7 separate regions of the Mus musculus genome follow, and all the other regions are linked to region 1. The links are chromatin contacts, called in public Hi-C, HiChIP or PLAC-seq and promoter capture Hi-C maps. All regions are on one chromosome and are shown on one strand. The core of a region is the stretch at or near the end of the contact, and the rest is flanking DNA. Distances in the headings are between cores, read along the strand shown. Region 1 holds the start of Mafb (v-maf musculoaponeurotic fibrosarcoma oncogene family, protein B (avian)). Region 2 has its middle 190 kb from the start of 4933416E03Rik. Region 3 has its middle 160 kb from the start of 4933416E03Rik. Region 4 has its middle 120 kb from the start of 4933416E03Rik. Region 5 holds the start of Emilin3 (elastin microfibril interfacer 3). Region 6 holds the start of Lpin3 (lipin 3). Region 7 has its middle 93 kb from the start of 4933416E03Rik.

What was found. Promoter capture Hi-C pulls out the DNA fragments that hold promoters and counts their contacts. A called contact is a pair of places that touch in the nucleus more often than the background predicts. HiChIP or PLAC-seq counts read pairs in DNA pulled down with a chosen protein or histone mark.
Region 2: a Hi-C map of muscle stem cells shows a contact between it and region 1, with 1.7 times the contacts expected there. The contact joins the enhancer-like site here to the promoter of Mafb in region 1. A contact is called at or near these places in 3 of 39 promoter capture datasets (frontonasal cranial neural crest, hippocampal neurons and liver), 4 of 484 Hi-C or Micro-C datasets (muscle stem cells and uterus) and 12 of 115 datasets of contacts at active chromatin or transcription factors (astrocytes, bone marrow-derived macrophages, craniofacial prominence and 6 more).
Region 3: an H3K27ac HiChIP or PLAC-seq map of microglia shows a contact between it and region 1, with 9 times the contacts expected there. The contact joins the enhancer-like site here to the promoter of Mafb in region 1. A contact is called at or near these places in 4 of 39 promoter capture datasets (the 3T3-L1 cell line, embryonic stem cells and liver), 9 of 115 datasets of contacts at active chromatin or transcription factors (bone marrow-derived macrophages, craniofacial prominence, embryonic forebrain and 6 more) and 1 of 9 other capture datasets (embryonic stem cells).
Region 4: a contact with region 1 is called in a Hi-C map of myocytes, with 3 times the contacts expected there. The contact joins the enhancer-like site here to the promoter of Mafb in region 1. A contact is called at or near these places in 5 of 39 promoter capture datasets (the HPC-7 cell line, HPC-7-derived erythroid cells, maxillary cranial neural crest and 2 more), 4 of 484 Hi-C or Micro-C datasets (embryonic fibroblasts, myocytes, psoas muscle and 1 more), 8 of 115 datasets of contacts at active chromatin or transcription factors (astrocytes, bone marrow-derived macrophages, embryonic forebrain and 4 more) and 2 of 9 other capture datasets (adipose tissue and embryonic stem cells).
Region 5: a contact with region 1 is called in a promoter capture Hi-C map of embryonic stem cells. The contact joins the promoter of Emilin3 here to the promoter of Mafb in region 1. A contact is called at or near these places in 6 of 39 promoter capture datasets (the 3T3-L1 cell line, the C10 cell line, embryonic stem cells and 1 more), 4 of 484 Hi-C or Micro-C datasets (all in embryonic stem cells), 4 of 115 datasets of contacts at active chromatin or transcription factors (all in embryonic stem cells) and 1 of 9 other capture datasets (embryonic stem cells).
Region 6: a Hi-C map of LSK cells shows a contact between it and region 1, with 5 times the contacts expected there. The contact joins the promoter of Lpin3 here to the promoter of Mafb in region 1. A contact is called at or near these places in 11 of 39 promoter capture datasets (the 3T3-L1 cell line, the C10 cell line, cranial neural crest and 4 more), 14 of 484 Hi-C or Micro-C datasets (CD4 T cells, LSK cells, Th1 cells and 7 more), 6 of 115 datasets of contacts at active chromatin or transcription factors (embryonic stem cells and stem cell-derived neural progenitor cells) and 4 of 9 other capture datasets (adipose tissue, liver, macrophages and 1 more).
Region 7: a Hi-C map of muscle stem cells shows a contact between it and region 1, with 2.6 times the contacts expected there. The contact joins the enhancer-like site here to the promoter of Mafb in region 1. A contact is called at or near these places in 6 of 39 promoter capture datasets (the 3T3-L1 cell line, the HPC-7 cell line, embryonic stem cells and 2 more), 3 of 484 Hi-C or Micro-C datasets (muscle stem cells, myocytes and uterus), 5 of 115 datasets of contacts at active chromatin or transcription factors (embryonic fibroblasts, embryonic forebrain, embryonic midbrain and 2 more) and 2 of 9 other capture datasets (adipose tissue and embryonic stem cells).

The regions. Positions count from the first base shown.
Region 1 is chr2:160,364,821-160,368,958 of GRCm38.p6, reverse strand. Mafb (v-maf musculoaponeurotic fibrosarcoma oncogene family, protein B (avian)) reads left to right here and starts at 1,894. Exons shown (of 1, transcript NM_010658.3): 1 at 1,894-4,138. The coding sequence starts at 2,283. The coding sequence ends at 3,254.
Region 2 is chr2:159,753,979-159,758,116 of GRCm38.p6, reverse strand. No RefSeq gene overlaps it. Among named protein-coding and RNA genes, the nearest start is that of 4933416E03Rik, 190 kb to the left of the region's middle. Within about 2 kb of position 2,221, at least 62 of the 459 cell types and tissues checked have an H3K27ac peak or open chromatin away from gene starts, as enhancers often do. A contact at or near this core is called in craniofacial prominence, muscle stem cells and neural progenitor cells, where this site is marked.
Region 3 is chr2:159,783,198-159,787,335 of GRCm38.p6, reverse strand. No RefSeq gene overlaps it. Among named protein-coding and RNA genes, the nearest start is that of 4933416E03Rik, 160 kb to the left of the region's middle. Within about 2 kb of position 2,460, at least 4 of the 459 cell types and tissues checked have an H3K27ac peak or open chromatin away from gene starts, as enhancers often do. A contact at or near this core is called in microglia, where this site is marked.
Region 4 is chr2:159,824,086-159,828,223 of GRCm38.p6, reverse strand. No RefSeq gene overlaps it. Among named protein-coding and RNA genes, the nearest start is that of 4933416E03Rik, 120 kb to the left of the region's middle. Within about 2 kb of position 1,718, at least 4 of the 459 cell types and tissues checked have an H3K27ac peak or open chromatin away from gene starts, as enhancers often do. A contact at or near this core is called in myocytes, where this site is marked.
Region 5 is chr2:160,910,268-160,914,405 of GRCm38.p6, reverse strand. Emilin3 (elastin microfibril interfacer 3) reads left to right here and starts at 2,067. Exons shown (of 4, transcript NM_182840.2): 1 at 2,067-2,398; 2 at 3,542-3,664. The coding sequence starts at 2,235. Gm35181 (a long non-coding RNA gene) reads right to left here and starts at 2,074. Exons shown (of 6, transcript XR_375190.4): 1 at 1,735-2,074.
Region 6 is chr2:160,886,072-160,890,209 of GRCm38.p6, reverse strand. Lpin3 (lipin 3) reads right to left here and starts at 2,042. Exons shown (of 20, transcript NM_001199118.1): 1 at 1,993-2,042.
Region 7 is chr2:159,852,453-159,856,590 of GRCm38.p6, reverse strand. No RefSeq gene overlaps it. Among named protein-coding and RNA genes, the nearest start is that of 4933416E03Rik, 93 kb to the left of the region's middle. Within about 2 kb of position 2,475, at least 10 of the 459 cell types and tissues checked have an H3K27ac peak or open chromatin away from gene starts, as enhancers often do. A contact at or near this core is called in muscle stem cells, where this site is marked.

The DNA.
Region 1 (4,138 bases), core at 645-3,144:
GGCTCGAGATTTCCCCAGCAGTTCACTGATCTAAACCTTTTAGGTGAAGTTTTAGTTAAAATACACCCATTTGGTTAAAATTAGGCTCCTGTGACCAGTCTCTACCCCGCCTTCCCTAAGGATTTAAGAAGGGGGGAAAGGCTTTTCTTATTGATTGGAAGCAAATTTTTCTTTCTGTTAAAAGGGGGGAAAAGGTCTGGTCTGGTTGTCAATGCTGCGGGTCACTAGCCCCCCGTGCGCGGTGTTGGAGGGCAGGTCCTGTGCAGCCAGCAGCTAGGACACACTCACCCAGCGCGCTTTCTGACGCTCATCTTTCCGCGTCCTGAGCTGGGAAGCAAAAAGCGACGTGGGAGCCGGGTCGGATCTCCGGATCCAGCGAATTCGACATCTATTCACTTTTGGGGTCGGGGTCGGGGTCTGAGGAAAGTCCCACATTTCCTGCCCTTCTGGCCCAGGGCAGGGAGTCTCTGTCGGCGCCCAACAGCCCTGTCTGAAAGCCCAGTGTTCTGCCTTCCTCCTCCCGTCTGCGTTCCGGAGAAGTTTCTCATCCGGTAGCCCTGAACCTTCGTCACCTGGCGTTTTCAGTTTAGAATACTGATCTTCCCAGCTCAGGACCTTTCCTGAGAGGAGTAGCCCACAAGCACACCTGGAAGGCTTGCATATGGAATTTCAGAAAAGGTGAGCAGAGAGGGTTAGTGGTTGAGTCCAAAGATGGGGTCGGAGGGCCTGTGCATAGTTCCAGAGGAGTCTGCCCTGGCTTTCAGGCCGCACACAGCCTGCGTTCAGGCCTGGCTTGGCCGGATCAGTTAGCTGGACCTGCACGGGTCCGAGACGCCATCCAAGCCTTCCCTCCCGCAAAGAACAAACCGGTTCAGGGCGCCGTTGCGCACCGTGGCCACTTGGGGTCGCACTTTATGCCTGTTTGAATCTCCTTGCAGCCGTCAGAAGCTTGGATCAGCTTAATCCTTACAAAACGTTCAGACAAAAACAGGGCCGGGTTCCCCAGCATCCCAGAGCCACTGAGTGCACAGACCGGTGTTGGTCTCGGCTCTGAGCCTCGGAGTTGTAAGGTTTCCACACGACTGGCAAGTGAAAGGTATTCAGAGCCTTTGGGCCAACTCTGTTTGTTTGTTTATCTTCTTTGGGAGCGTTTGGGGGTGTGTGTGGGGGGGTGGCGAATGCACGGAGCTGCGAGACCACTGGAGCTCTGTCTTCTGAGCTCAATCACTGAACCGGCTAAGAGAGGAACAGCGTCTCTTGGCCCGAGGAACCTTCCTAGAGGTTAAGAGTTAGATCTGAACAGAACTCTTGGAGCCCCAACCCCGCCCTCCCCCACCGCATACATTAGCGCAGACAGAGCTACCGAAACACAGGCACGCACCACACACATTCACTCGGCCCGCGGCGCCGAGGACACACGGAGCGTCGCCCACTGGGCGGGGGCCGCTTGGGAACAAAGGGCCAGGGAAGCGACATCCCGGGCGCTTATTCTGAGCCTACTTGGGGGTGACACGGGCCGAGGGTGGGAGTGTAAAGAGTATGTAGGGAGGCGTGAGTGCAGACAGCGGGGTGGGAACGGCGGCTTGGTCCAGAAGTGGGGCGCGCACTGAAGGCAAGCGTGCGGGAACCTCGACTCAGAGGGTGTTGGGGGTTGGGACCAGGCGGTCCGTCCCACTCGGCTCCAGCCCTCCTCCAGGCCTCAACGGCTTCGGGGCTCCTCCGGTCTCCAGTCAGCTGACGCGGGGGGGCGGGGGAGCTGTCAGGCACGCCCCGCCCAGCGTCGCTGGGCCGCGGGGGCCGTGCAGCCATTGGCCAACACGCCGGGCCGCTTGGGCCCCCGCGCTCCAGTGACATCAGGAAGCGATAAAAGGCGGCGGCGGCGCCAGCTCCTGCACAGCTGCACCGCCGGGCTGCGAGCGGCTGCAAGCAAGAAAGCCCTAGAGCCAAAGAGTCGGAGAGCGAGCGGCGGGCGCTTGCCCCGCGCCTCCCCTCTGCCCCTGCGCGCACCTCGCCGGCTTCTCTACCCTGCCCCGGCTCGACCTGACTCGTTCCCGGCGCGCTCGCAGCCCCAAGCTCCGGGGCAGCTCAGGCAGCCTCGGGAGGACTCTCCGGCGCGCCGCCGCGTCCCCAGACAAAGGCTTGGCCGGCGGCCCCGGCCCGCTGCGCCCTCGGCTCCCCGCCTCCCCGGCTTGCCGCTCTTCGCCCCCGCGTTTGGCTCGGCGCGTCCCGGCCGGCCGCAAAGTTTTCCCCGCGGCAGCGGCGGCTGAGCCTCGCTTTTAGCGATGGCCGCGGAGCTGAGCATGGGGCAAGAGCTGCCCACCAGCCCGCTGGCCATGGAGTACGTCAACGACTTCGACCTTCTCAAGTTCGACGTGAAGAAGGAGCCCCTGGGGCGCGCGGAGCGTCCGGGCCGGCCATGCACACGCCTGCAGCCTGCTGGCTCGGTGTCGTCCACCCCGCTCAGCACTCCGTGCAGCTCCGTGCCTTCTTCTCCCAGCTTCAGTCCGACTGAACCGAAGACCCATCTCGAGGACCTGTACTGGATGGCGAGCAACTACCAGCAGATGAACCCCGAGGCACTCAACCTGACGCCCGAGGACGCGGTGGAGGCGCTCATCGGTTCGCACCCAGTGCCCCAGCCGCTGCAGAGCTTCGACGGCTTCCGTAGTGCGCACCACCATCACCACCACCACCACCCTCATCCGCACCACGGGTACCCAGGAGCAGGTGTGACTCACGATGACCTGGGCCAGCACGCTCACCCGCACCATCACCATCATCACCAAGCGTCGCCCCCGCCGTCCAGCGCTGCCAGTCCCGCGCAACAGCTACCCACTAGCCACCCGGGGCCGGGACCGCACGCAACAGCCGCGGCGACGGCTGCGGGCGGCAACGGTAGTGTGGAGGACCGCTTCTCTGATGACCAGCTGGTGTCCATGTCGGTGCGTGAGCTGAACCGCCACCTGCGGGGCTTCACCAAGGACGAGGTGATCCGCCTGAAGCAGAAGCGGCGGACCCTGAAGAACCGGGGCTACGCCCAGTCGTGCAGGTATAAACGCGTCCAGCAGAAACATCACCTGGAGAACGAGAAGACGCAGCTCATTCAGCAGGTGGAGCAGCTTAAGCAGGAGGTGTCCCGGCTGGCCCGCGAGAGAGACGCCTACAAGGTCAAGTGCGAGAAACTCGCCAACTCCGGCTTCAGGGAGGCGGGCTCCACCAGCGACAGCCCCTCCTCTCCTGAGTTCTTTCTGTGAGTCCTGGCGGGTCCGGCCCCCGCCCTTGCCCTGGCCCAGACTCCCTATTCTGCGCCCCTAGCCCTGGACTCCCTGTCCCTGCCATGGCCCCGGCCTTGACCTGTTTGACTTGAGCTAGAGGGAGGAAGGACGCGCGGGTCGCGGGAGTCAGGCGGGAGCACGGGCGGGCAGAGAACCTTGGCTAAGAAGAGGGCAGCTCAGGGCGGCGCAGCCTCTTAGACTTGGGCAGAGTTAGAGAAACCCGGGCGGGTGCGAGGTCCGGGAGTAACTTTTCTCCAAGCTGGAAGGCCGCGAGGCTTATTCCAAGGAGTCGCCAAGGCCGTCTGGACACTTCTGGCTCTGAGAACTTTGTGAGTGCCAGGGCCGCCGCTTTGCAGCCCAGGACTCAGTTCGTCCCAGGAAGAGCAGAGGAGAGGAGAGGGACTCTGGAGTCCCCGTGGGCACGAGGCAAGGCTGAGCTAAGGAAGGAAAAACAGACAGATCTGTCTGTCCAGAGTACGGAGAACACTGGCTCTCAGCCGGAGACGCGGGCCTCAGTTAGGACTTTCGGCGCGCGAAGGAAAAAAAAAATCTCATCAGTTTTAATGCCTGCTCGATTATATAGAAAAATACGAAAATCTGCATTAAAAATATTAATCCTGCATGCTGGACATGTATGGTAATAATTTCTATTTTGTACCATTTTCTTGTTTAACTTTAGCATGTTGTTGATCATGAATCATAACCCCCTTGTTTCTTTGGGTGAGAAGGGATGCAGTTCCCAAACTCCTGCGGCTGCGAGCGAGCGAGCAGAGTTTCAGTCGCCGGCCGGCTTGTAGATTACCCGCCCCGGCCAAACCATCTTGAGAAGGTAGCAGCAAGCTGAGTCTTTGTTTGGGTTTATT
Region 2 (4,138 bases), core at 972-3,471, 610 kb after region 1:
CAACTCATGAACCAATTAACTATGAAAATATTCATAGCAATCTTGCTAGTGGAAGATGGCTAGTGGTTTTAGAAGAGAAAAAGTAAGAGGGTATGTTAGTTTAATTTCTATTGCTGAGATAAAACACTATCACCAAAAGGAATGTGGGGAGGGAAGCATTTACTTCAGCTTACTGTCATAGTCCACCATGAAAATGAAAGACCCACAACATGAGGACTCCCCCACGTTCTGACTCAAGAGAGGCGACACTCCAAATCACTCACGAGAAATGTTCTTGCTGCAAACTGCAAGAAGACTTTTATTCAAGAGCACTCTCCGGCCCACAGTTATATACCACGCAGGGGTAGAGGACTACCCCTGAATAGCTGGGAAAGGGGGTATTTAAAGGAAGAAACCACAACTCAAGGAAGTGGGGAGGGCGTTGTTGAAAAATACCAAAAATACCAGTTAAGAGTCACCAGGAAGTGCAAAGTCACAAGAGTCACAAGGAATACCTAGTAATTGTGTGGGTTATTTCTCAAGACAGTTTCTAAGAGCCCCTAACAATAGCATATTTGCATAGTGGGTTCCAGCAATGGCCAGGGTGGGTCAGGGTGACTTTCTTTGAATGAACACTCCTTGAACTCAGGAAGCAGGTGGGTGGAGGAATGTAGATATTTGTTTTATGATTAGCATACCTTGGAGCATTGAGTCACAGAGGTCACATTCTCAAGCCTGGGCCTAAAGGCCTAGAATTTTGCTTTTTCAAAAGAAAATCATGGCAGGAACTCTGGGCAGGAATATGGTGGCAGGAACCTAAGCAAAGGCCTTGGAGGCGTGACCCTTACTAAGTTGTTCCTCATATCTGCTTTCTTACACAACCCAGTTACTGCTTGCCCACAGGGGGCTGAGCCCTCCGATATCAATCGGTAACTTAAAAAATGCTCCATGGGCTTGCCTACAGGCCAGTCTGTGAGAGGCATTTTTCTCAACTGCTTCTTCTCAGATGACACATCTCAGATGTGTTAAGTTGATAAACAAACTCAGCAGCACAGAGACCTTTCTGAGAGAAAAATAAAAATAAAAAGTGGTCAGGCAGCGCTGGAAAGAAGTTGAAATGTTATTGAAAAATTCCTCTGTGGATTAAAAATGTAACATCCTGACAGTCGCGTGTAGGACATCTGAGGATACAGAGATGTGTAATAATCAGCATTGAAGAAGGAGATGTCATGATGTTCATCAAAGTCCCTCATGGGATGGTGAAGATGAGGATGTGGTTAGGGGACTAGAGAGGAGGGGAGGCTGGTTAGAAATAGGCCAGGAGGATTTGATGCTGACTTCCTCTGCTTAAGCAGGGTGTGATAGGAACGGGGCTTAAAAGTCAGTCCCAAGGCATGCAAAGTAATGGTTCTAGAGAAGATGCTTTTACGGATTTGGCAATGGCATTGAAGAAGCAAAGAATGATATGATTTGGAGGCTGAAAGATCAGTTACATAAATGGCTCACTTCTGTGTGTATGTAAATGTATACGTGTTTCTGCATGTAGGTATAAGTACACACGTAGCAGGAGATCATAGGTTTCTATCAGCTTTGTTTTGTTTGTTTGTTTGTTTTTTATTGCTCTTTAATGCGGTGTTTGAGACAGGGGTTCTCACTGGTCCTAGAGATGGATGCTTTGCTAGACTGGCTGGCCACGGAGCTCCAGGGCTATTCTAGTCTCTGCCTGCTCAGCACTGGGGTTACAGGCACAGACAACCATGTCTGGCTTTTGACACAGGTTCTGGGCAATGGAACTCAGGTGCTCACTGCTGTGCAGCACACAGTTTACCAGCTGAACCGTCTCCAAACCCAAACAAACCATGCTTTGGAAAAGGAGACCGTTCCGAGAGGAGGCGAGTACTTTTTACAGCACTTTCTCCTCTTTATTGGAATTCTGCTCGCAATGGACCTTACCAGCACTGTCTTGTTTCCTTATGAATTGAGACTCTGAATGTTACTAGATTGGCAAATTATCAGCAAATGGTGGCTAAAGGAACTGAAACGGATTGATCTGTGTATGAGAAACTACGTGCTTCGTGCGAACACAACCGCCCTCACTTTTCAGCAACTCCATGCTAGAAGTAAGTCCTCTGGGAAAGAGATGTTATCCCTTTTGAACAGAAAGCCCTTTGTAGTCTGGGCTACTAAGCTGTTGTGGGGGAGGAGCCAGTAGGCTTGCAGCCATGAGGGTTTCAGGATGAGTAAACACTGGGCCCATGAATGTGCTTGTTTGTTTTAATTGCTAATTTACCCGAAGGCAGCAGCCATCTAAGGAAGGAAGGATCCAGCCAATAATACAGTCATATGGACAAGAAAGGTCAGAGAGATGGCCACAAGTATGTCAGTGCTTTGGTGTAAAGCTCATAAAACCATCTGCGGGGTGACTCTTCTGGCCTGCGGATCGGAGGCCTCTGGCTCGGGATGCTCTTACGTCTTGTCCAGACAACCCTGAGCTCCAGTAAAACCCAGATTGCAAACACAAACCACGGTGGCTTGGCCCCAGACTGTGTCAGAGGACCCCAGTGGGAAAGAACAGCAGCAGTTCAGGAGCACAGCCCCTCCCCAGAAAGCAGCACACAGTTAATAGCGGGCGTTGCTTCCCGGCATTTGGTTTAAGTGGATCTTCTGTCCTGAAAGCTTTCCAGGCCTGGGTACAAACCAAACCGAACTGGCCAGATCTGGGAGGTCAGAGTGAGCTCGGCTCTTGTTGGAGATACCGGGATATGTAGATCGCCCAGAATTACTAGGGAAGGTGTCTTGGTTTCTTTCCTTTTGCTGTTGTAGCAATTTAAGAGAGAAAGCATTGATTTAGTTCAGTTCACCCTGCACAGCCCATCACAGTGAAGGAGTCAAGGTAAGGGGAGCCTCTTGTAGCTGGTGACATCACATCCAGAATAGAGAGAGCTGTGATCATAGCTTGTTGCTGGGTTCCCTTTCTAGTCCTGGAGCCCAGTCACAGATGGTGTCACCCACAGTGACACCTGCTTCAGTGCTAGCTGGCATCAAGATAATTTCCCATAGGCATGCTCAGAGACCCATCTCCAGGTGATTCTAAATTCTGTTATCCTGACAATTGACACTGATCCTCAGAGAAGGGCTCTGTCCCTTTGGCTAGCATAAACAAAATTGCCTCTAGTCTCCTAGCATTGGGGTTCTCTCTCTTAGGGAATCTTACATTCACCACATCCCCAGTTTCACTAAAACTGCCTGTTCTCCATATCGACTCGCCAAAATAATACTTTTTATTTCCCAACTTATTTCTAAATAGAGATAGGTAAAACACACAGAATAAAAGATGCAATTTCAAGTGGAGGAATTTGAAGGCAGTCATGTCTCTTAGTCATCACCCCATTGAAGACCTGAAGAGTTCTCGCCAGCCTATTGTGCATGTGCCCCGTCAATACCCTACCTAGGTCAGACATTCTTACACTGAGGGGACAAAAATACCCAACACCGACAACGCAAGAGAGAAAATGCTTCTTTTGTCTCATGGTCTGAAAGGGTGCTAGTCTTCCCTGGAAGGGAACATTTGGTGCAGTTGCTCTCTTCACAGTGGCAGGATTATGAGGTAAAGGGTAATGAATCACACCATGGTGAGCAAGGGAGTCTAGGAACCATGACAGGACTCTTCAATAGTTTGCCCTAGTGACTTACTTGCATAAACCAAGACGTAGCCCCTAAGGACTTCAGGGCCTCTCAAGGGATAGCAGCAGAGCTGCACACTGTGTTCAAAGCAGCATGAGCCTTCGAGGGACATTTCAGATTCCTATGTGCACGCGAGTGAACCGGTCTGCATGCCAGTATGAAGTCAAAGGGTTGACACTGAGATAGCCCCCCCCCCCCCTTCTACCACTTCTCTTCATGTTTGAGTCGGGGCATCTCACTGAAGCTCTGGCTCACTGTTTCTGTTAGAGAGCTCTCAGAACATGTATGCCTCTGTCCTCCCAGAGCTGGGGTAGCACTCACACACAACCATGCCCAGAGTTTTTAATGTGTGTGCTGGAGATCTGAACTCAGACCTTTATGCCTGAGCACCACACAATTGACCCAGAGAGCTATCCCCTGGGTGGCAGTTTTTGTTCAGCTATTAGTGACATCCTGTAATACATAGTTCTTACTT
Region 3 (4,138 bases), core at 1,211-3,710, 580 kb after region 1:
TATTGAGCATGCCATACCTCAGCACGTATTTAAGCTCTCAGCTTCTGCTGAGTGTTACTCCAGGTGGTCAGCATAGAACCAACACCTGCATTTTTCTTTAGGATTACTTCTATTTCATGTTATGGTATGCAATTTAGGCCATTTTATTTTCTACATTTCATTATCAATTAACTATTGTTAGTCAACAGTCTTTAGATAATAGTGACTAGTTTTTAATTTTTTTCTAAAAGTTTTAAATTGTGTTAGCCATCTCATTTTTCTGTTTATATACTTATACAATTAAAAAGAATACTTTCATGTTATAATCTGTGCACATTTTTATTTTATTCCAAGTGAGTCAGTTATTTCTATAAATTAATAAAATTTTTATAAAAATTTTGTTAAATTATTTCTATAAAATACTAGTATATTTATTTGTTCAATGTTTTTGGTTTAATGCTGTTAATTTTAGCACAATATTTAGTAGAAACAGTGGTAGTGAACTTGGTTGTTTTCAATTTAAGGATAAGGTATTTAATTACTCACTATACCAAAATTTACAAGCTTTTATTCTATTCTAAACTTTCAGATATTTTGATTACTCATGAATTGTTGCTAGTTCAGCCCATAGATTTTCTTCATCCATTGAGATAATTATTATCATATTTTAATTTTTCAAATTGCCATATATGGCCCATTTTAAAACTTTGAAATAAATATTACAGCCTTTGAATAGAACCTACTTGCCTGATACTAGATTCACATATTACTGTATTTGATTTGAGTGTGTGTGTGTGTGTGTGTGTGTGTGTGTGTGTGTGCATGTGAGTATCTGTACGTGTGAGTATAGGCACATGCACATGACAGTAGCATGTGGAAGTCAGAAGTCAGCCTACATGTTTGTCCCACCTCCCAGTTTGAAACATAATATATTGATGGCTAGGGCTGAATCCACCAAGCTATCTGGTCCATGAACCTTTGGAGATTCTCCTGTCTTTTTCTCCCTTGCTTTGAGAGCACTACTGAGGAAACCCTGCTCCTCTGAGCTCAGAGCAAAATGGAGGACTCCCTTTATCAGCAGGACTTCCTCTAATCTGATCTTTTCTTGGGAGCCTTAACCCCCTACATCCTCTACCTGTAGAATGGCAGGTAGCCTTGCTGAAATTACAACTTCCTTTCTCCAGATAAGAACCTGTCCAGCAAGCACCTTGAATTTCTGGAATGCCTTTCCATGCAAATAAGGCATTCTTTGGTACCCTAAACTCTAGACCATGATAGGTACATGCCTTAGAAATCCCTATCCCATCACCAAAAACTATATAGCCCTTGAATCACCCTGAATAAAGTTGAACAGCCTCTCTGATGCTGATTCTGGAAGGCTGTCATTCAGTCCTACTCAGGGGCAATCCGAATCCGGTCCTTCAACTCCGATCCTTTTGTCCTTTGGTGCTGGTGGTCAAGAGATCCTGGGGAGAAGGGAGGACCACAGCATTGGGATCATAGACACATGCTGCTAGACTTAGCTCTACAAGGGTTCCTGAGGGTTCAAACTCAGGTCTTCACACTTCTGTCACAAGCAACTTACTCACCACATTTCATTTTCCTTGTTTCCAAAGAGAAAGGACCCTTCATTTATTGAATTGTTCCTCTCTCTCTCTCCTTCTCTCTCTCTCTCTTCACACATGTGAACACACACACACACACACAGAGAGAGAGAGAGAGAGAGAGAGAGAGAGAGAGAGAGAGAGAGAGTTTTAGCAATGTGTCCTTAGGGTATTTTGTTTGTATTTATATTATTTGGTGATCATTGGGAATTATTTATCTACAACTTAATGTTTTTTTCACTAAAATTCAGAACTTTGGATCAGGTATTTAGTCTCTCCTATTTCTGTGTTGGGCCTCACATCATGTGCATCACACTGGAATTATCTCTTACATCTCTGGGGATTCATTCATTTTTTATGCCATTCATGAATTCTCTGTTAAATTTGTACAATTTCTATTGATGTGTTTAATCTGCCTTTTTCAGATCTGCTGTTGAACAAATGTGGTGACAGTCTTTTAGAAGAGGGGTATTATCATTCAGTCTTTCAAGGGCTGTGGGTACAGACTTTAGTCTCTTTGTTCTGCCCACTGAGTTCTTTCACCAGGGGTTCCACTGTGCATGGATTGAGCAGAGATGTTTGTTACTCCTTCCTGTTAGCTGCTCTGTGATGGCCAAATATGTGATTCATCTTCAAAACAAGACTTATGAACCAAAGTGTCAACCAGAAACTTCACAAAAATCACCTGCAGCAACAACTTCAACGCAAAGCTGATCTTTCCTAGCAGAACTGGGACTCCGAGGACATGTTTATATCTTTGTCTGGAGCTTCCTCACTGAAGTAGCAGCGAAAAATTTCCTCTTCTGACATGTTCCGAGTTCCCTATTCCTTGTTTTTCTCTTTCTGAAGAGACCAGTGCAGCCTAGTTCATTATGTGTTGCAATCAAAAGTTCTGTGTGCTGAGACAAATAATCAAATAAAAGAAGAACCTACCAGAACCACTTCTGTCTTTGTAAAGAAGGGGATTTCTAAGTTCTTGTTTCAAGGCCACGCTCAGACTGAGTTTATCTAAGACTTAGAAGAACTCTGAAGTGTTATTTGTGAAGATTTTCAGTTTAACTACATTTAGTTTAGAAATAAATGCAAAAATGGTTGGACTTCATTTACTCAAAGGTAGTCATTTAAACATACCTATTTTTAAAAGTATTTATAATTTTTTATTTTGTTTAGTTTTTTGAGATACGTTTTCTCTGTATAGCCCTGGCTGTCCTGGAACTCACTTTGTAGACCAGGCCGGCCTCGAACTCAGAAATCTGCCTGCCTCTGCCTCCCGAGTGCTGGGATTAAAGGCATGCGCCACCATGCCCAGCTATAATTATTTTTATGTGTGAGAAAGAGAGTGTATGTGTGTACGTATCTAAGTTCAAGCGTACTACACGCATGCAAAAAGCCAGCAAAAGCCAGAAGAGGGTCTTAGATCAGCCAGAACTGAAGTCACAGGTGGGCCTGAGCCAACATTAGGGTGCTGCAAATGAACCTGGTCCTCTGCAAGAGCAATAAGCACACACACACACACACACACACATAATCATTCACTCACACACATATACATTCACACACACACACAACCATACACACACACACTCACACCCAAAACACACACACATGTTTTAACATTCATGCTGTATGTGACTTTTTGAAGAGTTTAGAATCTGGTCTTAAAGAGTCCTATGTTTATTTTATTTACCGAAGTAAACTTTGTTTTGAAATGATATTAGCCTGTGATATAAATAAGAATGTTATTGAGACTCCCCAGAAGGTTGAATTTTTTTTCTCGAGATGGAGGAAGATAGAAGAAGTCTTCCATAAAGTAAATGCTATTAAAATATCAATAGCAAAAAAGGTAACTATGAAAAACAATAAAAATATCTTGATGTAAATTTTCCTTTAGTAACAAATATGATCAGATATTTGTGTGATGATTTCAGTGACAATTATATTATCCCATCTAATGACATAATAATTGTACAACTGTGTGCACATGTAAACATATACATTATACCTATATTATAGGTAGTGGCTTTAAGAAATCAAAGTTTTGAGTTTCCTTTTCAAGAGCCCAGAAAGACCTCATCCTAATACGGATGTTTGGGGTCTATGTGAGGCAAGTAACTGAGCATAAAAATGTTATTTCAAGATGCAAAGGCTACATTTACACCTACTGAAGATTTCCTTCACGTTTGTGAAGAGCCGGCTATTATATTCCTGGAAGTGAAGTTCTACAAACAAAGAATGAGAGTAGGTAATTCTACTTTGAGACAGTAGTAGCATATATGTGAGCCAAAAACAGGAAGCAAGCTGAAAAGTCACTTCTCAGATCTAATGTTTGCACAAAAGGAAACTGTGAAGTAATTCTCAGCTGTATCAGTGCCTTCCAGCTTTGGATCGAAGTTATGAAGGGACAGAGAAAGTCAACCACGTTGCTTGGACATTTGTGTCATGTTATAGTTCAACAATACCGTGAAGGTGGAAGGGGTAAGGAAGAAAAGGATGAAGAGAACAGGAAACCAGAAAGGAAGACTGGAGGGTTCTTTCCTCGGCTTGGAAGTTCTGAA
Region 4 (4,138 bases), core at 469-2,968, 540 kb after region 1:
GAAGGATTGTGAGTTCCCTCAGCTCTCTGCCCTTCCCAAAAGAGAAGTGAATGTGATAGCTATATATATATATATATATATGTAGAGAGAGAGAGAGAGTGAGAGAGCAATCATAATCTTTGGACTGCTATTACAGGCCAGTGACATGTATAAACAGAGTTTTGTGCAGGCACATTCATGAAATTGATATCTTTACCAGTTTTTTTTTGTTTGTTTTTTTGCCTCTAGACCCAGCAAATAGCTTTCTGATTAGTTTGAATTTACTCCAGAATTTTCTTAAAGATATTTCATATGAGATGGCCAAGTCAGCCATCATTGGGAAGAGAGGGCCCTTGGTCTTGCAAACTTTATATGCCTCAGTACAGGGGAACATCAGGGCCAAGAAGTGGGAGTGGGTGGGTAGGGGAGTTGGGGGGCGGTATGGGGGACTTTTGGGATAGCATTTGAAATGTAAAATAAGAAAATACCTAATTAAAAAAATAAAATAAAAAGATATTTCATATGTTTGTTTTACATCATTTGTTTGTTTATTGTGTGTATGTGGTCACCAGAGGACAACCTACATATATTAGTTCTCTCCTCCCATCATTTGAGTCCCTGGGATTAAACTCAGGTCATAAGTTTGGCAGAAAGTTCTCTTACCCAATGAGCCATCTTGCCAGCCCTGGATCCTTTTCTTAACGATTTATGAGTTATTCATTTCTGGCAACCACTATATCCAAAACTGTTAGAGTCAAACAGGCTAGGAAAATAAACATGTGTACCCAATGCATACACGCAAGATGCCACTTATATATTGCCAGTTGTATGCTAGTACCAAGATCTGGATGCTTCCTTGCTCGCCACAAAATTCTCAAGTTATCATCTATTACCAAGCAGTGATCCCAGATAAGGATCAAGTTCAAGTGCAGAAGAGGAATTGTTAGCTTATGTTAATATTTGGATATTTCCTTCTGAGTAAACTAATGGATGTCAAGTGTTAGTGTAGCAGTCTAAGAGAGCCTTTTGCCTTTTGTGCTAGCAGCAGGAAAAGATGAGGATGTGTCTCGAGTATTTTCAGGGAAAGGGCTAAATCCTTCTGCTTTTCGTGACAGGGGATGATAGCTCAGAGAAGAGAACATTGTAGAGAAATTATATGAACCAAGTTCTCAATGTGACATTGTTCATCCATGCTCTGGTAGATAGATAGGCCCTTTATATTTAGGGTGAGCATGTTTTAGCTTCTGAAACAGGCATTTCTGAGAATACAAGGTGGTTCTGTTATTAACTGTTCTCTGTTTTCTCTACATATGACCCCCATCTCCCTTCACCATATCTTCTTATACCCCAAGCATCTGGCTTGAATTGTAAATCCAAGAACTCTAACTCTATGTAGGTTTTAATACAGCTGGCTGAGTACTGGGTATTTTGGGAAGGGGTAACAGACCAGCTGTAACATCAGTATATTTATAGCCCACATTTGCCCATGACCTTTCCAAGCAACATTAGGCACCCATAGTGACCACATTTCCTCTGAAGCATTTGGAATGTTGGCAAGCAGACCAGGACATTTACATGCACTACTTCATGGTCTTTAGTGGGGAGGAGGGACTAGGACTGAGCGAAAGAATGCAGGAGACCATCAGAGATTTTCTGGTCTTTGCTGAAAACAGAAGGCTCCACTTGGGTTACTGTAGCTCCAAGCCACATTTTAGGCATGCTATGCGCAGTGCTTCCCTGGGGACCAGAGTCTAATGTTACCAGAGTTCAGCAGCCTGGCCAGGAAAACCAACACCCCACTGCTAAAGGTTAAGAGTTTATCCAACTAATTTTTTTAAAGAACAATTTTGGCTTGTCCTTTGGGTCCACAATGAGACTTGAGAAAAGCTCTCTCAATTGGCCTCAGCTATTAGGGTCTTGAGTGTGGTGGTTTATGTGAGACAAACAAAAATATCAGCAATAAATGCTTCTCAGAGAGTCAGCCATATGCCACATAAGCCAAGTTTTTAATCACTTAATATGACCCTAGGTGTTAGGTTGAAAGTCCAGAAGTCCCAGTTACTACCAAGTATTGGAATATACTCAATTCCAGTAATGTTCTCCCATGGCATGTTACAGCTCCCACCATCCACTCTTTCCTGCCTTATGTAGATGACTATCTACTTTCTTTTCAGTGTAACTGAAATAAAATTTCTGGAACTCCCAACAGAAATTGTAAATAATGAAAGCTTATTTTCCCTTGGGAAAGCTAAGAGAACAAATGTGATTAGGGGTAAGTGCCATTCATCTTACCAACAATATGATGCTTACAGACACAAGAGCATCATAGAGAAGAAGTGGCAACTGGAGTCCAGTGGTGTTGAGTTCTTTGTCTATAGTCATATGTGACCTATTAATCTTAGAATGTTCAGTTCAGTACTGAACACATTTCTTTTCTGTTCATACCATTTTCTTATTAATTTTTCTCTCACTTTATCACATCTGCTGATATAGAAAGACAGTGATGTGTCCAAGATAATGAAATATCTATGATTGCTTATGTTAAAATATTGCATTCTCAAGTACTATTCTATCTATCTATCTATCTATCTATCTATCTATCTATCTATCTATCTATCTCTGTCTTTTTCTCGTGTGTGTGTGTTGTGTGTGTAGGTATATGTGTGTATTACTATTCTCAAGAATGAACGTACAAATGACAGTCTGTCAACAGACTCAAGTTTCACTACTTACACTGATATTTGAATGAAGAGCACACTTGAGGGAAGCTGTATAATTTGAATATGTTGGCCTAACCCTTTCTAAGTCTTTTTAGAACCTTAGAGAGAGAAGCAACAGGCAAATATTGATAACTTTATTCTATTTCAAATATAAATTCAGATACCTTGCATAGTTACAATATAGTACCACACTGGATAAAAAAAGTAATTCAGTCTTCAGTTTGACAAAAAGAGAATGCAGGTATTGCATGCACTGTTCAACCTCTAACAGTGGGATGAGAGATCACCATATCCAACTATCAGGAGGTGTACTTAGAGTCAACATAAAAACCATTTAACAGCAAAGGCTTTTTTCAGTACCATGATATTGTTTATCAGGTCTGTCTGATGCCACTCCCACCTTTGTCATTGTTCTCTTGATCTTTTAATGGATCCTTTTAGTTCCCTCCCTGAATTCACCCCCTCCTCTCTCTCTCTCTCTCTCTCTCTCTCTCTCTAGCTCTCTCTCTCTCTCACACACACACCACACAAAGACACATGCATATATATATATATATTTATATATATACACATACATACATATACACACAAACATACATACATATGTACAAGTATGTGTGTAACTATATTAGGAAAATATAATATTTTGTTTAGAGAGTAGACGATAAGATGCTGTAACCTGTATAGCTTAGAGTTTGACCTAACTGAGGGAAGTGGGAATGAAGATATGACAAAAACACATACACGAAATCTGGATTGGGGGAATTGTGCACTCTGCTGGGGATACACTATCACCAACCCAGAAACTCACCACATTTATTTTATACATCTGAATCAAGGAGGTGAGTTTATAGTTTATAGTATACAGTTGAACATAGAGACATGGTCTCTGAAGGGGAACAGTCTTTGACTATAAAACTTCAGGAGGAATAAGTTGTCATCAGTATATTTTGCACATCTCTCGTGAGCTAGGGAAAGGCTTTGCTGTTCCTGTGTTGAGGAATTATGGTCCTTGGCATGATGTGTTCATGACAACAGTAAACATTTACTCAGTACTTTATCAGCCTCCCATGATTAACTGCCCCTCTATATTAATCTTAATCCTTAAAGACAAATTATAAATCTAGTTCATTTTCTTTAGACATACTTCTTCTGCATATAGATTTTTATTTTTAGAAAATTGAAATTGTATACATATAATTTTCATTAAACTTTCAGTTTCATCAGGATAACTTCCAATGTCACTGAACATTTTTCAAGAGTCTTATTTAATGGATACTTGGATTCCTTTTATATTCTTCAATGGCTTCATATACATTATAATGAACTTTGGTCATTTCCTTTCCCTATTACCTTTTCCTGTTGCCTTTCTCTTCTGCTGAAACTGTTCTTCCCCACATGCGGTGTGCCCTTCCATTTTCATGTCTATATTTTGTTAC
Region 5 (4,138 bases), core at 818-3,317, 550 kb before region 1:
CAGCCACCTGTTTCCTACCAATACCGGGTTCAGGAGAAGAACCAGAAAGCACCATCAGAAGGATCCCCAGAGGGGTTGGAGAGATGGCTTAGTGGTTAAAAACGCTGACTGCTCTTCCAAATGGTCCTGAGTTCAAATCCTGGCAACCACATGGTGGCTCACCACCACCTGTAATGGGATCTGATGCCCTCTTCTGGTGTGTCCAAAGACAGTAACAATGGACCCATATACATTAAATAAATAAATATCACACAAAAGGTGCTTTCTTAAAAAAAAAAAAAAAAGACCACCAGAAAGGCTTAGGTCAGGTATCAGCCTTCAGAGAGCAGGTGGAGAGGGCAGGGCATAGATGTGGATTCAGAGCTGCTCTTTCCAGCATCCTTAATACCACCAGCTTCAAATGAGTTTATTCACACCTCAAAGTTACTTTAAGAAAAATTGTTTCCCGTGTCTGGTTATTTTACCTGCATGCATATGGTGTACCACATGCATGCCTGGTACCCAAGGAGGTCAGAAGAGGGTGCCAGGTCCTCTAGAACTGTCCTCTGGTAGTGCATCAAGTGCTCTTTAATGCTGAACCATCCTTCCAGCCCCTCAGAGTTCCTCTTGAAAGAAAGCAGAGTTGGGGAGACAGATCAGTCGGTGGAGTGCTTGCCTTGCAAGCATGAAGACCTGAATTTGATTTTAAAGAGAAATGGAAAGGAAGAAGGAAAGAAAGAAAGAAGAGAGAGAGAGGAGAGAGAGAGAGAGAGAGAGAGAGAGAGAGAGAGAGAGAGAGAGAGAGAGGAAGGAAGGAAGGAAGGAAGGAAGGAAGGAAGGAAGGAAGGAAGGAAGAAAATGCCAGGCATGACTGCAAGCACTTGTAACCCCAGTACTGGTGTGGTAGAATTGGGATCCACTGGGCTTATTGGGCCAGTTCGCTGGCCAGCCAGCCTAACCTACTTGACAGACTCATAACAGTGAGCAACCTAGTCTCAAAGAAACAAGGTGATAGTCCCTCAGAAGCATTACCTGAGGTTGGACTCTGGCTCCACGTGTATGCAAACACATAGGAATGTAAACCCCACCACACACACACACAGTGAGGGACAGGGACCTCCAAGTAGGCCCAGTATTTCCTTGGTGCAGATACTGGAGGGCCATCTATGGTCCTGTGGGGATGAGACAAAGCCAGAATGAAGTGGTCCTCTTGGATGACAGAATCAGAATTCAGAAAGCCTCTTGCAGGGTAGGCATTTAACAAGGTGATGTCCAATAAGCATGACTGTATAGATGAACTCTTAGGTTACATAGTCATGTTCAGGAATGAAAAAAAGCAGGAAGCCTGGCTTAAGGTAGTTTCTTACGAGGATGCCCTCGCAATATTCTTTGACTAGAAGCTAATAATGAGCCAGACACCAGACTGTGGCCCACCTAATTAAAAGCTTTTATGGGAAACACACGTGCGCGAGGGTGAGGTGGGGGTGTTATTCTTGGAGGGGTTAGAGAGGTAATGGGCACGTGGTACAGCTTACCTAACGGAAACAGACAACGCTGGCCTATCATTGAACTCAGACAGGCAGCCTGGCCACCTTCCCCGGTCTGCAAAAGTTGGTGTGAAGTGAAATCTGCAGTTATCAGATCTCCTGGGTCACCCATAGACAGGGGACACTCTGGCTGGGGAAAGGGTTCCTGGTGTGCCTCTATACAAGTTCATCTCGGGTCCAGGGTCGGGACTATGGTACCCATACTCACTAGACGTTCAAGACTGAAGTGTCCTGCTAGACAGCGAGTCTTAAGAGGTCCCAGCAGGGAGGCCAGGCCTGCCTGCAGGCTTTGCAGCTTTTTGTCCGGTACCCTAAAAGTACACAGGGGCTGCGCGTGTTTGGGGAGCCTCCTGGAATTTAGCGCCCTGCGTCCCGCCTGCTCGTTTCTTAACCTCGTGTTTGCACGCGGCCCTTCGGGCGTCAGCTTGGAGCTGGGGCCGGGGGCTGGCGACGGGGAGGGGGCTGGCGGAGCTCGCGGCGCGGCCCCAAGTTTATGCTAATCCGTGCAGAGCCCGCCTCCCGCCTCCCCTGCGCGGCCCCAGCCGCGAGTAGCCCCGGCCACTCGGCGGGACGCAGCGGCCGCACAGCTCCAGGCGGCCGAACCAGCGCGCTCCGGGGGTCGGTCGCGAGTGGCCGCGGGAGCCCGGAGGGCGAGCGGAGGATCCCCCGCGGGAGGCACCCCGAGGGACAGAGTGACGACCGAGCGCGATGGGCCGCCGTCTGTCCGTGTGGCTGTGCACCGTCGCGGCGCTGCTCTCGGGGGCGCAGGCCAAGGGCACCCCTCTCCTCGCGCGGCCCGCACAGCCCAGTGCCTCCCGTTACAGCCTCTACACCACCGGATGGCGTCCGCGGCTGCGCCCGGGGCCACACAAGTAAGCGCGGGGCCGGGCCACGGCGGGAACCCGAGGGAGGCCCCCGCGTGGCGCGCCGCCACTCCCACCTGCCCGGACCGGCGCGGAGGCGTCGAGATATGGGTACCCCAGCCACCGATGGGGCGGTTCCCCCGACACGATTCTTTGCGCGGGTAGGCGCCCCGCCATCCAGGAGGCTGCGGGGTTGGCGAAGAACAAGTCAGCCGAGGGGGCCTGGCGCGGAGACTGGGATCCTGGCAGTGCCCGTGGAAACCTTTCCAGCGAAGTAACATTTTCCAGCTGCGCTGTGAGCAAACTCCAGGCGCAGCGGACCAGGTGGAGGGAGAGGAGGAAGGGCTGTCCGCGCCTGGAACACACGGGGCTCCCCAGTCCAATGCCTTCTGTCTCTCTTCTGCCTTGCGTGGTTGTAGACAGAGCCATGCTTATTTTAGGTAGTTGCTCCTCCCCTCCTATGGTCTGGCCCCAATAGCCCTGCGGGAGCCCCAAGGTGGGTGAGATGCACAGCTGGTGAGGACTTGTGGGTCCTGGGCTTGTACTGTAGAATGGACAGACTTCCACAGTGGTTTATACAGGAATTTGAATTCCAATCGAATATAAAACCTTGAAGGCAAGTACCCAGCCCACAACCACATTCCGTGAATCCAGGAGCATCAGGGCAGATGTCCTATAAGAGAAGACACGAGTACTGCTCTCGGGAGCAAGGAAATGGCAAAGCCGAGGCTAGAGAGCTTTTTCACAGGAGGAAGGAGGAAAGCCTGATTAAAAAGAAGCCACTAAGTTGTGCTCTAGAAACCTTGAAGGCCAGGATAAGGAGTTTAGAACCAGTGAAGGAGCCCGGGTGGGGGTGGGGGTGAATAGAAAGAAGGCCAAGTGGTTGAGGGAGAAGCTGAGGCGGCCTTTTCAGAGTGGTGTTGGGTAGACACCCAATCTTCTGGTTCAATTGAGCACGTGGCTCAGTAGACAGTAGACACCCATCAAGGACACAGACCCCGTTCAGAAGATATGGACCCCAGGCAGAGGTCCAAGGTTCCATGAAACAAAAATAAAAAAATAAAATAAAATAAATAAAAAAAGATACGGGGAACTCTGAGAGCAAGAGGTGAGCTCGGGCCAAACATTCCAGAGGTGTTCCTTCCCCTGCAGGTCTCTCTGTGCCTATGTGGTACACAGAAATGTGACCTGCGTCCTACAAGAAGGAGCAGAGAGCTATATAAAGGCTGAGTACCGGAACTGTGGGTGGGGACCCAACTGCCCTTCAACAGTCAGGTGAGTGAGTATTTCCCAGGGTATTGCCTCAGCTGGGAACAGAACCACTTCTGCAAAGGGCTGCAGTACCCTGGGCTTCAGAGAACCTATCTGGGCCACAGTGCTTGCTAGAGAGGACCAGGATCCCTGAAAGAGGCCTCAAGAGACCCCAAAATTTTGAGCTTGCAGCAGATCCTCCCCCATAGAGGCAAGGACAGGCTCAGTTTGGAGCCCAGAAGCCTCAGGGATACAAGAGGGAGTCTGGGCCAGAAGATATGACAGAGGCAGAAAGTATAGGGAAAGAGAGGAGAAGTTGATACTTCAGGGGTCCCGACCAGAAGAAGGTGGAAGCCAGAGGCCCTGGTACAGTTCAGACAGGCCGCCCAGGACATGGCATATAACTAAGTCTGTGTTTGGAGAGCTTAAATGTGTATGTCTGAGAACAGACCTATGCCTCATTGTGACAGTGAGTGAACAGGTATGTGGCTGATCAGG
Region 6 (4,138 bases), core at 793-3,292, 520 kb before region 1:
TCAATGACTACAGACTGAGACAGACTGATAGGACAGACACCTATCTGTTGAGCAAACCTCTAGATCAGTGAGTCTAGGAAAAGCAGAGAAGACCCAGGGGTTTCCAGGAACAAAGGAGTAAGCATGGGCGGCCCAGGGTAGGGATGGAACCAAAGCAGCCTCAGACCTGCTGGGAGTGAAAGAACTGTGAAAAAAGGGTGGTGGCAGGCTTGGTTTGCTCTAGCATGACATCTCAACTGCTGTTTGGAACCAGAGCAATGTGTGTGTGTGTGTGTGTGTGTGTGTGTGTGTGTGTGTGTGTGTGTGTGTTGTAAGACCATTTGATACCAGTAGGCTCCCAGCTCCCATCCAAGGCTGTGTCAGCCAAATTGTCTCTAGATGTTAAATGCCTCCTAGGAGTGCTAGGAGTGTAGCCCAATGGGAAAGGACCTGTCTTTCCTATGCAAGGCCCTAGGCTCAATCCACAGCACTGCAAACAAAATCAAATGTCTCCTTGGGAGAAAAACCATCCCCAGTGGAGTGTCACTAACCCAAGCAAAAGGAGCTGGATGGCAGAGGTGGCTACATGGGATGATGTCACCAGAATTATTCGGGTTCATTCACGGGTTCTCAGTTTCCCTTGTAATATAGGCCTTAAGTCAGACTCATCTCACCTAGACTCCCACTCTCTTGGGCTTCGGGTACCTCTAAGTAAAATCCTACCCCTACCCCACAAACACCCCTAAGGAAACCTTTTTGACTTTTTTCTTCCATGACTGTCCTACTGTTTAGGCTAAGTACTAGAGACTCAGATTATTGATGGCAGCAAAGCACTGTGGGTAAGAACACCACAGTGGCTGAGTTCTAATCTATACTTTGCCCCTTCCCAGGGCAAAATGCTTCATTTATCTGAGGTTTTCTTTTTAAGTATTTTTGTTTTAATTTTTTTTCTGTGCATTGGTGCTTTGCCTGCATCTATGTCTATGTGAGGGTGTCAGACCCCAGAACTGGAATTACAGATGTGAGCTGCCATGTGGTTGCTGGGAATTGAACCCGGGTTCTCTAGAAGAGCAACCAGTGCTCTTAACTCTGAGCCATCTCTCCAGTCCCTATTTATCTGAGCCTTCGTTCCAGCTTCTTTAAGTGGAGATAGTATCAGGCAGGGATGAGTACCCGCTGAGATAATTTGGATACAGCCCTGTTGTACAGTAGGTGTTATGCCTGTGTGTGACATCTAGCAGAGACACCAGCATCGTGACTTTTCCACACTCACTCAGGCTGTGGGCTGTGCAGTAGGCCAGTCTCTACTTGCAGTTAACAGTTTAGACACAGTAGGCTGCCACCCAACACCATGACCAGTGGGAACCTCACTATTTACAAAATAGAAAGGTGAACTCCAGGCTTTGTGGAGTACCTTGTTCAAGCCAGGCTAGATATATCCTCAAAGTTCTAGGGCTAGCTTGTCTCTACCACAGGGAAGCCAAACCAAGGTCCTCTGGACTCTTGGGACCCCAGATATTGAGATGGGGGAGTTATGGAGTGGGGATGACTTTCCAACTGCCACCAAAGAGAGTAGGGGTATAAGGAGGGGCCCTTATACCAGGGAAGCGGTCTACCGCTAAGTTACAATTCCCCAGCATTGGGAAACTGCCGCTTCAGTTCCCCTCATTGACAGGCAAGACAGGCCAGACAAGGGCCAGGGACACTCTTTGCAACTGAGGACTCTTATTACCAAGGACACGCCGCCAGTCTTGGGAAGCCTCTCTAAAAGGTTCTGGCATTCCTCTCTAGCTTCCTAGTCCTGGCTATCCAGGGAGCTCGCAGGGGAAGGGGCAGGAAGTGAAGCCAGCCTTCCCCTACTCTTTCCCTAGCTCCCTGTGGTCTCTGTCCCTTGACGTGAAAATGAGATAGAACAGAGTGGAAGAAAAACATATTTTGTTTTCCTATGGGCTAGGTTTCTACGTTGAAACTTCCCTCCCGAGGACCACTGAGACCCAGAAACGCCGCCTCTACCTGTACGCAGAGGTTCCACAGGTAAGGGTCCAGGTCCCGGCACTTCCGCTTTCTCTGAGACCCGGTGAGATCCGGTCTCCACTCCTTCCACCAACCAGGTGCGGCTCTCACTGTTCCCGGTCAGTCCAGGCTCCACCCTTCACTTCGAGAAGACCCCGCCCCCGTCCCGTGGTCCCACTCCAGGGCGCCCTTTTTCCTATGGGGAGCAACAGACTTCGGGGCTCTGACTCGTTCCCAGCCACACCCGTGGCCACACCAGCTGTCACGACAGGAGCACGAAAGACGTACGGACTTTAGAACCGCGTCTACCTACGTCCTGTTCCTTACTACCTGCCTCTGTGACCTTGAGCGAATCTCCCACGGATACCAGAGGAAAGCTACTTGTAAGATTTGACGGAGAACACGAATATCTTTGTCGAGGGCTTGGCGCTTGTATTTCCCATCCCGGGAACAGCGTTTCTTGATCCTCCACACCCCCTTTCTAGCCGAGGTCTAACTACCTATATGCTCACAGTTGGAATGTCTTATTTGCTCAGTTAATGTCAGTCTTGTTTGTTTTTGCATACTGACATCAAAACTCGGTGGTACACGCAAAGAGATCTACCACCGTTACACCACCCAGCTTCAACCGAGCTTGAACGCCTTTAAGAACGGACCACCTTCATACGCTCAGTGCTATTGCAAACCTGCTCAGTCATCTATCAGACACTTTAGCGAGTGGGCAGTGCGCTTAATACTACCACGGGCCAGCAGAGGGCAGATGGTGACCAGTCTTCTCACCCAATCACACTTTCTCACCACCCAACACTCTCAAGAGCAAGACAAGTGAGCAGATTTGTAGGCAATAAACCCAAGGGGCCAGCCAGGAATGACTTTGAATCCCTGACTCAGAGACCTCTCCGACTACCTGTATGGATGATCCCTGCAAACAAGATGTGCTGGAAAACATGAGACGCTGAAGGCGTTTGTTCGAAAAAGCACACACGGTCAGGCTTTGCCTAAAAGATGGCTCATTCAACCCAGCACGGTGGCGCACACCTTTATACCAACACTGGGAGGCAGGGGCAGGCAGATGCCAGAGTTTCAAGGTAAGATGTCCTTCAGAGGTAGTTCTGGGACAGCCAGGGAGACCCATAAAAACCCTGTCTGGAAAAAACAAAACTAACAGACAGACACACAAACAAAAATGGTTCAGCCAGTAAAGGTGCTTGCTTCTGAGTTGAATAACCGTAATCCACACTTACAAGGTATCTCGGGCAGGCTGTGAAGCCATCGTACACGCTGTATACACTCCAAATCAGTGGTTCTCAAACTTCCTAATGCTGTGACCTGATTCAGTTCCTCATGCTGTGGTGACCTCCAATCATAAAAATTATTTTTGTTGCTACTTCATAACTGTAATTTTGCTACTGTTAAGAGTCATTATGTAAATATCAAATATGCAAGATATCTGATATGAGACCCCTATGAAAAGGTCATTTATACCACCCCTAGGGGTCTCCACCCATGGCCTGAGAACCTCTGCTCTAAGTAAAATGTATTTATTTTAGGATAAAGTCATAAGAAGGCAGACCTAGAGGGATGGGAGTGGAGAACTGGGAAAATCAAGCTACAGACAGGACTGGGCTGTGAGGAGGGAGAAGCTGTTGTCATAATGTGACAACAAGGTGACAGAGCTTGTTTAGAAATGACTGCCTTTTGTTGTTCTTCCTGTAGTTGCTATCTCAGAGGAGCCCTGCTGGAGGCAGAGCAATTGAAAGCCCACCCTGGGGGTTGTGGCCTGCCACAAGCTTGCCTGTGGCGCCATTATATATATAAGGTTTACCTGTGATGGTAAAATCCTGGAAACGGGAATTCTCAAAGAAGGGAGGTAAGAAGGTAGGAGAGGCCACAGACTGAGGCGTCTGATGTCAGAGTCAAGCTTTTCCTTGTTTAAAATTGGGATCTCACAGTCTTTAACCCCAGCTCTCAGGAGGCAGAGGTAGGTGGATCTTTGTGAGTTCGAGGCCAGCCTGATCTTCATAGTATGTTCAGGACAACTAGGTCTTAAAAAGGTCTTGTCGAAAGGAAGGAAGAAAGGAAGGAAGGAAGAAAGAAAGATGGGGCTTCACTATATAGCTTATATAGAACAGGCTGGCCTCAATGC
Region 7 (4,138 bases), core at 1,226-3,725, 510 kb after region 1:
TATTAATGTCTGATCACTTAACCTGGACCACAGTACTTCTCTTGCTCAGTCATGGTGTGAGACATAAGAGAACAGCAATTTTATTTTTAACCCCTCTCTCCTTCCTCCCTCTTCCTGCCTCCTTCTCTCCCTCCTACCCTTTCCTCTGTCTGTTGCATTCACAGACCACTGGCTTAATTGCATATCAAAGGAAAATAGATTTTCTTAGATGTGCTTGTACAGACAGACTAAAGTTTGGAAATGGTAGCGATTGGATCGTAGCTGTTTGTCAGTTGCCAAATTTATTTATGATCTCTCCCTCTTGACACATCTTACTTTACAAGGTGACTGTCTCATCATTAAACCTGAGGTGATAAGGTTAATTGCACACTGAACACTGTCTATAGGCCCTTATTGCCTTTGATTTCAGCTTAGAGTCTTCATTTGGCATTCATGATCTTCTACATATGGTTCCTAACTTACCATTTGTCACTGATGAAGACCAAGAGCTTCTAGCCATTTACAGCCAGGAAAAAGACTGTCTTGATCCTATGAAGTATCCCCGTTCAGCATGCAGTAAAAACAACCATGTTACATATAGAAAAGTTTGTGTTGGCTTCAGTGTATAAGTTTGGGTTTATTGGTAATAGTAAACACTCACACGCAAACAGAAATATGAACAAACTTTACAATGGTATCTTCAGCAGCAGTTGCTTCATTTAGCTAGGACAGTACCCATTACATAAATTCCAGAGTATAGTAGTTTGTCTAATCATGCAATTGTACAGGTCCTATTAAATAGAATATAATTCTCTTGGCATCTTGATTGTTTTTTTTTTTTTTTATTTAACACTGAGATTTCATAGTAAAACCCCCTGAAACATAGCTCAGCTTCTGCCAGAGCACAGCAGTGTGGTGGTGCTCTGGATAGGATGGAGTTGTAACTGAAGACCAAGAAATGATGGACAGAGAGGCAGGGGTGGTAAGATTCACAAGGGAGTAAGGAGCTGTCATTCACACTGAAAGTCCTATTTCCAAAGGCCAGGCACTTACTTTAGAAGCTGTGAAAGATTTTCGAGAAATTTACCACAAGAAATTGGTTCTAAGGTAGGCAAGGTTCTGAAAAGCTTTCTATCATGCCTCATGTAACTCAAGGAAAAAATATTATTCCCCTGAATTGGGGGTGAGACAAGAGATGGATTTGTAGAGTGACTAACTGCTTAAATATGTCAAGCATTGCTGCCTCCCCTTTACTTTGAAGAACAGGAAATAATAAATCAGAAAGAAGGGGATTTACTTCCATTTCAAGGTGCCAATAGTCAGGCAAGTCAGCTGGCTCCATGCCTAAACCTTTATGTGTGGGAAGTGGAGCTGGTACAAGAAAGGCCACCAGAACTTGGTGTGCTGGTGGGGACCTGTGACTCTGGTGATACCAAGGAAAGCAGAGTATTTCCCACTGAGGTCATCTGTTCTGTAAAGGTCAGTGGAGGACTAGTGTGAGTAGCAGACAATTCAAGCTTCACACCTCCAGGCTTGTCTTTTGGATTCAGATGCTGAAACAATGTTTTCTACATAACCTAGGTATCTAGGGAAACACCTCTTATATTATCTGTCTGCTACTGCAACAAGCAGTAAAGTTGGGATATTTGGGATGGACTCATTGGGATGCTTTCTGGTATGGCATCCCAACAGCTTTTGCATTTCCTCAGTTGTAAGTGAAAGTCCATATATTCCCCACCAAAAACCTATCTCCTACCTTCATCCCCCACCCCAAGCTCTTGTGCCCTGTCATTGCCTTCCTGCTGACAAGCACTTAATCCAATGCCTGAGACTTAATGCAAAAAGGGATGTAAAAGGTTTAATTCATGAAGTATTCATTCTTATAAGGCCATTGAGAATTCAAGAGAAGGAAATCTTTCTATGTCTAGAAGCCAAGGCCCATCCTATCCCCGGGGAGCTATCAATGCACCCTGCCAGATACTTGTGGGGACAGGACTGTGGGCAGAATTATGTAAGTGAGCGAGGTAACCATCCTTTCTCTGGGGTTAGGAAAGTGTGGTGTCGTGGTGAGTTCCAAGTCCTGGTTATGCTAGTTGCCAATCTGGAGTGCTTGGGAGCCAAAGATCTATGGTCCAGGATGTCTCTCTTTCCACTCTTGGTTCCTGTCATGGAGCAGCTTGCTCATTTGAACATCATTATACATAGAGTTCATAAGAACTCTTAGGAAAGGCAGGGATGCAGCCAATCCTGACTCCAACCTCACTACTCAGCTGCTGTTCTCTCTCTCTCTCTCTCTCTCTCTCTCTCTCTCTCTCTCTCTCTCTCTCTCTCTCTCTCTCTCTCTCTCTCTCTCTCTCTCTCTGCAGTGGCCTTCCAATCTCAGGGTTTCACAACCAGCTCCCTGAGGCCAGTTGGATCTTCCTGTCCACCATCTGAGACTTGGCCCCGGCCATTATTCTCTGGGCTGCACACATCTGCTCTGCCTTAACCTACTTACAGATCTGGGCAAGAGATCCTTCTCCTGACAACTCCTGCCTGCCACACACATCAGCAAGGGGCAATCTCTGACCCTAACCACAAAAATAAGATCTCTGGGGTCAAATACACCATGGACTGACGTCCAAGTTTTGGAAAGCCTTTACACCAACTGGAACTAGACAACACTGAGCCAGACAGGAGCCCAAGGGGAAATAAAAAAACCCCTCAGTTATAGTGATTCTGTCTTAATTGAAACTTTTCATAATTTTTTTCAGTGCACTGTGCTCATATTATGCTTTATTTTTTTGTCTTCATTTGAGAGATTATTGCCATTACTTACAATTTGCATCCAAATTAAGTATGTAACTTATCTTGGTTCCAGGATTGCTGTGGGGGATCATATTATCCATTTTGTAGTTTTGTTTTTTTAAAAAAAGAAGAAAATTATATGTACAAAAATGAAAGAAATTCTGTGAAACAATTTACCTGACCCATGTTAAATGTTCAAGAAATACATAGAAAAGAAAAAAAAGAAGCATTATTCTCATGTCTGCTTAATTTACTATTATAGTTAATGTTCTGTATTGCTTTAGACTGTGGTTTTAGATCTATAGAAGCAAAAGTCTGGGTGGCAACCTCTGGACACTTCTTTAATGGCATCATGTTTGGTACACAAGCCTTTTTCCATTAAAGCAGCTGCTTATTAATTGCCAGTTACAATGGATTATCTCTGGGATCCACATGCGCAATTGGTTCCTAATCTTTCCACATTACCCAACAAACAAACATTTATGCATACTCTCATTGTTATCGTTTTCATAATTTTTGTAAAATAAGGCTGGTGTTTCTTCTGTATGCGTGCCTTGCCATCTCCACATGCACATGGGATGAGCCCTGCATCTGGGGAAGAGTTCCAACTTCCAGCTTCTTCAACCCACTGTGCTGGCACAGCTCCATGAGCTCATCCTGGGAAACTGTAATTGATTACTCTGGAGGGAAAACTCCATCCTAACACCAGCTGGTAGCCAGATCTGCCCTAGAGTCCCCTAAATTCATCTCCAGAGCAATTCTCAGGAGAGACAGCGTGCGCACAAACTGACATTATCTTAAGGCCAAATCATGGCTGTGTGCTAGAGCTTTCTTCAGCCAACTTGCCTTTACCATCCATTGTCTCAAAGTGTTGAGTTTTCCATTGGCAGATTTGAACAGACAAGAGTGTCTTTTTTTTTTTTTTCTATCCAGCAGCACTGAAACAAATAACAAATGTGGCAGATAACAGAACAACAGCCTTGGAGGAGAGAGGTGTGGCATGTTAGAAGTTAAAGGAAAAAGGGACTGTCCTTAAAAGGCAGTAGATGGAAGCATACGGCAGATTCCTAGAGTGGGGCTGACTGACATGTCAGGCTTACCAAAGCTGTCACCCTACCTTCCGGGATGTGAAAAGGAAGCACAGATGTTGATTGAGTGTCCCAACTCTCCAAATGAAGGTGTTTATAATTTTAGAATATGAATGTGATTCCAATCCCCCAAAGTGCTTTCAGGTTGCCAAAGCCATATTATGGAATCATTATCCTTCTGTTGAATCCAATTCTTGAGTGTTCTTCTCTGTTCTACACAGCATCTGGATTCCTATGGACTCTTGCCTCCCTTGTGTAACATATAACCAGTCAGGAAAGGCTGA